Linked DNA regions of Mus musculus: region 1 is linked to region 2. A link is a contact called in public HiChIP or PLAC-seq data. All regions are on one chromosome and are shown on one strand. The core of a region is the stretch at or near the end of the contact, and the rest is flanking DNA. Distances in the headings are between cores, read along the strand shown. Region 1 overlaps Tmem163 (transmembrane protein 163). Region 2 overlaps Mgat5 (mannoside acetylglucosaminyltransferase 5).

Region 1 (5,156 bases), core at 369-2,868, 390 kb before region 2:
AGAGAGGGTCAGGTCCTGGGCTCTGGCAACCCACCCAAGCTAGGTCCAGGCATCTTACTTAATAGGTCAGTTAAAGAGACAAGTGACATGGAAAACTGGAGGAGGGAGATTTATTTACTGTAGCTACATTGGAAAGAGAAACAAATTGACGTCCTGCCACTGTTGCTTCCCACCTCAAGCCCATCTGAGGTTTAGTTTTAAATAGAGGGCAAGAGGCATGCATAGCTAAGCAGTCTCAGCCATGATGTGGTCCCAACCATTACTAACCCATTACTGCCTGGACTCCAGTTTCTTATGCAAGATGGTTTGATGACATTTCTTGGGAGACAAGGCCCTCCTCTGCCTGGCAACAAGTTTTAGCCTTTCCCTTTTTGGAAGGTGGGAATCCAATTTTGGGGGCACCACTCTTCTGTAGTCTGGTAGCCAAGGTGAAGATGGGCATAGTGTCTCTGTTCTGGCTAGTTTTATGTCAACTTGACACAAGGTGGAGTCATCAGAGAGGAGGGAATCTCAATTGAGAAATTACCTCCATCAGATCAGGCTATAGTCAGGCCTGAAGGGCATTTTCTTAATTAGTAATTGATAGGGGAGGGCCCAGTCCATTGTGGGTGATACCATCCCTGGACTGATGGTCCAGGAGTCTATAAGAAAGCAGGCTAAGCAAGCCATGGAGAGCAAGCGAGTAAGCAGCACCCCTCCATGGCCTCTGCATCAGCTCCTGCCTCATTGGAGTTCCTGTCCTGATTTCTTTTGCTGATGAACCATAGTGTGGAAGTGGAAGCTGAATAAGCCCTTTCCTTCTCAAGTTGCTTTGGTCATGGTGTTTCATTGAAGCAGTGATAGTCCTAACTAAGACAGTCTATTTAGATATCTTCATTCCTATCAGGAGGGTATAGAAGCAGGCTTTGAAGTACTTGTATTAACAATTCCTAAACAACATAGCCAGTTTGACCAGCTTGAAGCTGCACTCCCTCTAAGGCTTCTCAGGCAGGAACAGAATTCAACTTTTGTTGGGGAAGTCCAACCTCTGCTTGATTCTTCTCTGTGGGTCGCCTTGAGGCAACACAGATACCTGAGGTAGAAACTTGGTCACACAGAGACCTGACAGTCCTGTAGACCTGCAGATTCCCAGAGGAGAGCGTCAAGCTGAGCTGCCAGCTGTGTCCCTTGGCATTGGAAGCATGTGTGGTGTTGGGGGAGTATTGCTACACAGACTTAATTTACACGTGTTCTCAAAGAAACCAGAGGGAGTTTTAGCTTAACAAGGAGTCTCCGTGTGCCAGGCCCAGCCTAAAGATGTTACCGTTTGATGATTTAGACCCTCTGTGATGCAAAAGCCTTGTTGGAAACTTGTTTGTTTTTGTTTTTTGTTTTTTGTTTTTGTTTCTCATGAAGCTTGTAATGTGGTAAGTGTGTGTGTGTGTCTGTGTGTCTGTATGTGTGTCTCTGTGTGTGTGTACATGTAGAGGCCAGAAGCTGATGTAGATGTCTTTATCACACTTCACCTTATTTTTGAGATAGGGTCTCTCACTCAACCTGGAGCTCACTGATGTGAGTCTGCCTGGGGGTGGGGTGGGGGGTTGTCCTCTTGTTTCCTCCTTGCCCTGTGTTGATAAAACAAACACATGCCATGACATCACACCCATTACTTTTTTACATAGATGCTAGAGATAGAACCAGGGTCTTCATGATTTCACGGCAGGGATCTTGCCCACCAAGCATCTCTCCAGTCATGGGATATCAGCATTCTTGAGAGGGCCAGTGGGTATCAAGGCAGCGATGAACCAGTCCTCCCTGTACCTTTCCTTATCTCCTTCCTAGGAGAAAAACCATAAAGGGGAGAGTCACAATTACTCACTTCCTAAATCCCAGCATGAATCACTGTTAACATTTCAGTCATGCTCGGAGGGAGCCTGCTTTTCCCTCCTGTGTACGTACTTCGATATTGTGTGACTAATCGTCTTAAAAACAGAGCAGGACAGAAGGCTAGAGCTCCTTTTGACAGATGCCCTCATTAGCCTTGTCTCTGTCAGGGTGAGCTAGTCTCTTTTCTGCATTTAATATATACCTCTCCTATTCTTTCATTATATTATCCTACCCCCCTCCATATGCTTGTGTGTGCGTGTGTATATGTTCATGTGTATATTTGTGCATGTGTGTGCAGGTGGAGGTGGAGGCCAGAGCAGCCTTATATATTGTTGCTCAAGCTTCATCTTCTTTGAGGCAGGGCCTCTCACTGGCCTGGAGCTCAGCAGTTAAGGGCTGGCTGGCCACTAAGCTCCAGGGATCCTCTTGGCTCTACCTCCCTAGCTGGGATTAAAAGTGTAGTGTGTACCCACTTACCTGGCCTTTTGTGTGAGCCCTGGGGATCTAACTTAAGCCCACAGGCTGGTACAGGCAATGTAGCTTCTAAGCTGTCTCTTCAGCTCCGTTACAGAGCTTGGATAAAGAGACCGCTTTCTCTTAAATTAACTTTGTATTTATGCTTTGTCAATTTCATAGACGCATATAATGTATTCTGATCATATTCACCCCATTCCCTTTTGAAAAAAAATCTACTATCCACTCTTCCTTTAAAAAACCTCCTCTTCCTCCCCCTACTTTAATGTTCTTAAAAAAAAAAAAAACCCACTGAGTTTAATTAGAGTTGCTTGTGTGAACCTGGGTAAGGAGTCATTTATGGGATCAGGGGCAACTTATCAGTGGCCACACTACTGAAGAAAAGTGATGTCCCTGCTGCAGTAGCCATTGACTGTTGAGAGCAACTCAGCTAAGGAGAAAATCACTTCCTACTTGCTCAAAATATCTACCAAAAAAGAGAAATTACATCTGATTTTTCTAGTGTGGAAACAGAATACATGCAAATGAGCAAACCTGTGAACAGCTCCTTTAAGGAGTGTGTCGGATCTTGTCATGTAATTCCAATTCTGACTCCATTCAAGCCTGCTGTCTTAATGTTGTGCATGTCCCCAGAAGAATGTGTGGACCTGGGGCCTCTGGGTAAACTAAACTTGAGTCTGTGTTCCAGGAGGTGGAGGAATAGCTCCGTGGTTAAGAGCATGTCTGCTCTTGCAGAGGATCTCTGTTCAGTTCCCAACATCCTTATCTGGCAACTTACAACCGCCTGAACTCCAGTTTCCACTGACCCAACGCCCTGTTCTGACTTTTGGGGGGAATTTGTTCTCTTATGCACATAAATTCATACACACACACACACACACACTCACCCACACTTTAAAAAAGAATGTGTGAGAGTTAATTTTATGCAATCTGTTCAATGCTTAATTCATAGATGGAAAAAAAAAGAGCTTATTCTATAGAATTTAAAGAGGTTGTATATTGTGAGTAGCTTTGTGCTACTTTTTGGGGTCAATTCAGTATAAGCAAGAGTCATATGGGAAGAAGAACCTCAAATAAGAAAATGCCTCCATCAGACTGGGAACTCTGCAGGGCATTTTCTTGGCTAATAATTGATATGGGTGGGCCATGCCCACTGTGGTGGTACCACTCCGGGGCTGGTGATCTTGGAGTGGAGAGAAGAGCTGGCCAAGCAAGCAAGCCATGGAGAGCAAACCAATAGTCAGCATCCCTTCATTCTGTGGCTCTGGGCTCTTGCCTTGACTTCCTTGGATGTTGGTTTTTATTTAAGCTGTAAGCTAAAAGAAGCTTTTCTTCCCAAGCTGTTTTTGGTGAGTGTTTTGTCATAGCAATGGGAAGCAAAGTAAGACAGGATCTCGAGGTCATCACAGTGTCTAGAACAGTGGTGGGTTACAACCCCATGGGGGTCACATATCATATATTTACAATTCATAACAGTGGTAAAATTATGGCAATGAAGCAGCAACAAGCTTATGTTATGGTTGGTGGCTGCAACAGCATGAGCAACTGCATGAAAGGGTTACAGCATTAGTTAGGTTGAAAACCACTATGTACAGTTTAACAAATGCTGCTGTCTCCCTGCTGGAAAAGTGAGAAACCACAGTTTGAGACTATCTTTATAGAGGGGCAAGAGGTTCATCTTGACCCACCATAGAGGAACATGGAGGGATGATGCTGGCCCGTAGCCTGGTGCTGTTATCATGAAATACAAATGTGGTGGCAGGTTGTACTTGCTCATAGGTACAAGTTTCCCTGTAAATAAAGTCTGGGGAGGAACAGGCATTTGGGTCTGTGTCTCAGTCTTTTTTGTAGCTATCACAGAATACCTGAGACTGGGTGACTTAGAAAGAACAGATATGTATGTCCTCACAGTTTTGGAGACTCAGAAGGGACGTGCAAGGTAAGGTCTCCTTGCTGTCTCATAACTTAGCAGAGGGCAGGTATAATGAATGGGGTTGGGGAGGAGAGGTAGGAAAGAGGAGGAAAAGAGGAGAGGAGAGAGGAGTAGGGAGAGAGAAGAGAAGAAGGGGAGATAGAAGAGGGGGTAGGGAGAGAGGAAGAAAAGAGACAAGAGGAGGTAGGAAATGAAAGGAGAAATGAGGAAGAGTCTGAAATAGAGAGGGAGAGAGAGAAGCAGGGAAAGAGAAGGGAATGGAAATGGATGGAAAGAGGATGGAAGGATGAAGAGAGAAGTGAGTGAAGGAGAGATAGAGAGGTAGAGAGAGGAGACACAAAGAGGAGAGAAGAAAGGAGAGACAGACAGAGACAGAGAGACAGAGAAAGAGACAGAGAGAAAGCCAGACAGACAGAGACAGAGAGACAGAGAGACAGTCAGACAGAGACAGAGAGACAGAGACAGAGAGACAGCCAGCTAGCCAGCCAGCCAGACAGACAGAAGAGATGTAATGGAAGAGAGCAGGACTGGTTCTGTTCTTTTGTGAATAACTACCTCTTGCAGTCCTGACACTAGCCTGTCCTGACGGTGGCCCCATGATCCACTCACTTCCTGCTCCACCATTCAACACGGCTGTGTGGGGGATCAAGTTTCCAGTACATGAATTCTGTGGGACACACTCAAACCACACCACTGTAAAAGTCTTTCTGAGGGCTACTTTCATTTCTTAACCATAGGAACAATACATCTCTTTTAAAAAGCAATCAAGTGGTTTTCTGTGAGAGCCTCAATACCAGCTCTGGGAAGACATGGCCACTGTATACAGCTCAAATCTGCACAGGGCTGGATTCTCTTGTGCTGTGGGCTGATATCACAGTGTATC
Region 2 (5,306 bases), core at 2,208-4,707:
CTGGGGCAATCCCTCATTCTGGCAGTGCCCTGTAACTATTTCTGCCATTAGTCTCTGCTCGGGAGTTTTGCAGGTAAAATGTGTTACCTGCCAGGAGCTCAGGCATTGACTTGCATTATCACAGCTGTGATGAAAATGCATCCACGTGGGCCTGGAAGCTCATGGGGGCATTCCCATGCGGTCCATCCGCTAGGCTGAAAGAACCGGAGGATGCTCTATCTGTGGGGCCTTGAACTCACCTCCAGAGCCAAGCAGATGATTCCAATCATCCCCCGGGGGCAAGGGCTCACAGCCGTTCTTCCTCCAGCTGCGCACACAACTAAGTGGGATCACTTAGCTTTCATTCCTGCCACCTGCTTACTAATAAACACCACAAAGCCCAAAGACTTGTCCAAGCTCTTTTATAGTCCAAGGAGAGTAATAAAAATAGGCACCTGGGCTAGTGAGATGACACTTGCCACTAAGCCTGGTAACATGAGTTGGAGCCCAGGGACCCATGTGGTGAAAGGAGAGAGCCAAGTCTGGAAAGCTGTCTTCTCGATCCCCACACATGCACCAGCGCAGGTGGCACAAGTGCCCCATCACACACACTCACACACACACACACACACACACACACACACACACACACACACACACAAAATAAAATAGGCTTGGATACACTGAAGGAAGTCCTTAAGGAAAAACTTTATTACTCTCTGACAGAAATAGACTCAGTCCCAGGTTAGAGTCTCTCAGATCACCTGACCCCAAAGGTAAGCATTCCCCTGCCCTGGTACCACTGCTTTGGTTTGGTTTGGTTTGGTTTGGTTTGGTTTGGTTTGGCTGCTCTCCACCTCAGTGAGTACTGGGATTATAGTGTGCCACCTGATGTAGGGGGTCCTTGGGATTGAATCCAGGCCTCTTGCATACCAGGTAAGCACTTTACCAACTAACCTATATCCCCAGCCTCCTGAGTATCATTCTTTGAAAGAAAAGAAGGACACAAAGTCTTCAAGTCTTCTTTAACCCAAGCCTACCTCCCTCCCCTCAGGATGTGGAGGCACAAGGATCAGATGTTTAAGGTTAGCCTCAGCCACAGTGAGCATGCCCTGTGTCAACAATAATAAATTCAAAATATTTTAAAGATATAATTGCATTATGGCAATATGTGTGCCTACTTATTGATACACCAAGTTACAAGATCTAAGAGTATCTGTTACCCACCAACTCGTCTTGATCATGATGAAAACAAGAAGTATTTTGAGATTTCAGCAAAATGTAACATGAGTTATATATTTACTGAAGGACAATCAATCATCAAGGTACTTCCAGACCAGGCTCCCTGTATCTATGGGAACACATCCACAGACTTAACCAATCATAGATAGAAAAATATCCAGGAAAAAAGAAAAGAGCTGCTTTGGGGGACCGGGGATGTAGGTCAATCACAAACCCTGGGCTCCGGCTCCAGCTCCAGCTCCAGCTCCAGCATGCATAAGCCCTCCGTGGGAGCCCAGAGGGTGTAGGCAAGAGGAGGAGATAGATGGTCAAGGTCACCTTTGGCTACACAGCCTTTACTATGTAAAAACCCTCTTCCCTAGAGAAAAGGAAACTTGTTTGGCTCTAGTCCTGAATACACATAGAACTTTCTTTTTCTTGTCACACTCCCTACACAATATTGTATCAAAAGCACTGATATTATGTTACGTATTAAAAACAGAGAATCAACTTCAGGCACAGGGGGTGTACGTTGTTACAGAAGGGACTGGAGCAGCTCAGATATTAGTGTCCAAAGTGGCCTCAGGACCAGTTCCTCGGCAAACTGAAGGCATGCAACATTCCAGCCGGCCTTATGGCCATAGCCACAGCTGGAGTTCCGCAGTCAAGTTTACTTCCAGGATTGAAGAAGAAGAAGAGCTAAGGAAGAGGATGGCTGGCAGGACTTATTTGTCAACCAGAGATTTCACTACCAGGTTCAAGACTGGAAGGGAGGGGAGGGGAAACTGGTACCAACAACTCTTCAATCCCATCACATTTCATTTCTAGCAGGCTATTACTTTTTTTTAACTGACTCTTCAGGCATGAAAAATGTACATTTCATGAAACTCACACTGCAGCTTTTAATTGCAGCGAATATTCTTCCACTGCCTCTTGCTGTGAAAAGATCCCGGCTTCTTCCACCAAAAAGACTCAACCGTTTTATCTGCTCGTAGGCATCCATCATAAGTAATGCCAATATCTTAGAGCTAAAAGGGGGGCTTTTTAAACTTTCTAAGGGTTTAATCAATAGGGTCCTTTTCACAGAAGGCTGAGCTGCCTGCAGAGAATATGAACACCTCTTTTCTCTTTATTCGAATTTAAAATGACAACACACTTTATATAGCACAGCTATTACATTGCAGGTACAGCATTAGGCTCTTGTTTTCAATTATTCTGATGTTCACATCCATTATCCCATCTTAATAGTAAAAATATTAAATGATTAAGAATTTCAAAGAGTCTTATGTTACAAAACCATTCTCTCGAGCAAAAGAGAAACAAAGGGAGAGAAAAGAGAGGGAGAGAGGGATGGAAGGATAAAGGAAGGGAGAAAGAAAGGGGGGACTAAGATGGAAGAAAGGAGGGAAGGCAGGCAGGGTACAAATATTAACATCAATGTTGAAATTCCAATCATAAATGAAAATTTTGGCTTTATTTGTCATTCATTTATGTATTTATTCACGTGTTCTTTTTTGACACAGATTTTCAATATACCATGAGCTGACCTTGCATTCCCTGTCTGTCTCCCTCCTCCTTCCTTCCCAGTGCTAGGACTATAGGCCTATGTCACCACGAACACTGTGGAGGTTTGAATGTTCCCCATTCCCTGCCGCACACACACCACAGGCTCATATATTTGAATGCTTAGTACCCAATTGATGCTAAATTGTTTGTTAGGATTAGGTGATCTTGTTGCTGGAGGAGGTATGTCACTGGGAGTGGGCCCACACCAGGCCCTGTGGTGCGCTCTCTCTCTCTCTCTCTCTCTCTCTCTCTCTCTCTCTCTCTCTCTCTGTGTGTGTGTGTGTGTGTGTGTGTGTGTGAGTCTCCTTGCCCCTGTCTCTCTGTCTCTCTCTCTCTCTCTGCCTGCTGCTGCCTGTGGATTAGGATGCAAAGCCCTCAGATACTGCTCCAGCCCAATGCCTGTCTATTTCCCCGCCATGATGCTAAGGGGATAACTCTGAAACATATCCCTCCCCTGCCCCCTCTCCTCCTACCTGATCCCTACGCCTAGTCTAAGAAGTATTATTTTATTTCTTCCCCCTGTGTAATCAGTTAGTTCCTTATCAAACTGTGTGCTGGGACAGGATAGGCACACACATTAATGAGTTGTTTTATGATCAGACACCAGGATATGACTAAGAACAGACTAACCTGCCCTTAAAGCATTACGACTGGGGGGGAGGAACTTAAAAGACAAAGGTTAAGGAGCCAACATCAAAGACACCTAAACAGCCTGTGAAAGAGCCTAGGAGAAAGCTTAGTCAAGGCTCTCTGCTCTCAAGTGTACAGGAAGCAATGGCACAGGGAAGGGATATTTGAAAGATGACAAAGGTCCTGAGTTACTGAGTCTACTGACGGGAAGGGACTTTATTTTCACATGTGCTGTTCACACCTTTGATTACACACGAACACACACACATCCTTACCAGACTTTCCCTGCTCTACTTTTAACATGAAACTGGAAGTCAGCGGTTAACCAACTGGCTCAGCAGCAAAGGGCAACACCAGAATTTAAACTGGCTCCCACTTACCCCTCAAAGCTTAGGGTTTACTTCTAGATCAAGTTTCAAAATTCAGCAAGACTGGACCCTGGGTTCCTAATGTGTGTGTGTGTGTGTGTGTGTGTGTGTGTGTGTGTGTGTTGGGGGGAGGGGTGGTAATCCTTAAAGGATAAAAAAAAAATCAATGTACATACAAAAAAAAGGAAGAGGGAAAGAAAGGAGGGGAGGCACAGAAGAAGAAATGAAGGTGAGGGAGGAGGGAAAGACAGAGAAAAGAAGGAGGGAGGCAGGAAAGGAAGAAGAATGGAGAAGAGAGGGGAGGGAGGAATGGGAGGAGGGGGGAGGAGAGAGGAGGAGGATTGGGGAAGAGGAGGGAGGAAGAGGGGGGAGGAGAGAGGAGGGGAGGGGAGGAGAAGGAAGGCAAGGAATGGGGAAGGAGAAGGAAGAGAGGGAGAGAAACAGCAGAAGGAGGGCTAGAATCTAAAACTATAGACCTTCTGCTGAGTGTGTAGGCTCGAGACTGAGTACCTGCAAAAGGCTAAGAATCTCTGCAAATCCCAGTCTAGAGACAGGGGAGTCCATGCCCAGCATAGCAGAAGTCAGTAAGTAAATACGATGGTCTCCACACAGTAGGCTTGGAAAGAGCCAGAAGCAGGGTAACCTCATGGCCTCTCCCTAAGAGCGCCTTAGCTGCCAACCATGGGGAGATACAGAGAAGCATGGTGTCTGTCTACACAAGCCACTAAGTCTGGTCTCCCACCATCAAGGACTGGGCCAGCCAGCCAGAGGCTTTCTAGACGGAGTCATACATCCCACTGGCCAGATATAAGCACAGGCTCCCACCTAGTGTACATTAATTTATTTAAAACAAAACACATACTACTGTCAATTTATGAAATTATATCTTAAAGCATTAGTTTTAGTGGGGAATAAATGGACACTTCCCTATCTTCTTCCCATATCCAAAAGGGTTCTTATGAATGGCAAATTTTAGAACCCACTGTCTTGGACTTGCAATATTGTTCTTGCTTGGAATCCAATGGCTTTGACCTTCACGGTACCTGAGCCAGGTGGCTAGCACACTTCCTGGTTCACTGTCCAGGACTCGGCTCTCAGGACTCCTGGGCTATTCTCCTTCCATAGAGTTCTGCATCCACTGCCTTCCAAATTTTTCTGTAGTTCTTCACTCTATTCATCAGGTTTCTGACCCGAGTCTTCCCGAAGTCCTCCACTCCATCAGGTCTCCGGTCTCACCACTGTGGTCAAGCACAATGCCCCACCTTCTACAGCCAATCTACCTTCTCTACTGCAGTCAGACACCTCAGCAGCACCAGAGGGGTGGGGGTGAGGGAAAAAGGAGCATGTGGTAGCCATAGAAACACCAGTTACCAGGTTACCTCATGCCCTGGTCTTCTTCAGCAGGCCTTCCAGCTTAGTAACAGTTGTTTTGGTTTTTTTTTTTTTTCCCCTTGTCCTCCGCTACCTCCATTTCTCATCATCCTCAGCCATCGTTTTAAAACTTCATCCACGGACTCGACCAATCTTTCATCTATTGTAACA

What was found. HiChIP or PLAC-seq counts read pairs in DNA pulled down with a chosen protein or histone mark.
Region 1: a contact with region 2 is called in a FOXA1 HiChIP or PLAC-seq map of pancreatic cancer cells. The contact joins two enhancer-like sites. A contact is called at or near these places in 1 of 484 Hi-C or Micro-C datasets (natural killer cells) and 2 of 115 datasets of contacts at active chromatin or transcription factors (CD8 T cells and pancreatic cancer cells).

Annotation. Positions count from the first base shown.
Region 1 is chr1:127,619,298-127,624,453 of GRCm38.p6, reverse strand. All of the region lies in intron 2 of Tmem163 (transmembrane protein 163), which reads left to right. Among named protein-coding and RNA genes, the nearest start is that of Tmem163, 56 kb to the left of the region's middle. Within about 2 kb of position 1,618, at least 15 of the 459 cell types and tissues checked have an H3K27ac peak or open chromatin away from gene starts, as enhancers often do. A contact at or near this core is called in pancreatic cancer cells, where this site is marked.
Region 2 is chr1:127,231,547-127,236,852 of GRCm38.p6, reverse strand. All of the region lies in intron 1 of Mgat5 (mannoside acetylglucosaminyltransferase 5), which reads right to left. Among named protein-coding and RNA genes, the nearest start is that of Mgat5, 29 kb to the right of the region's middle. Within about 2 kb of position 3,457, at least 68 of the 459 cell types and tissues checked have an H3K27ac peak or open chromatin away from gene starts, as enhancers often do. A contact at or near this core is called in pancreatic cancer cells, where this site is marked.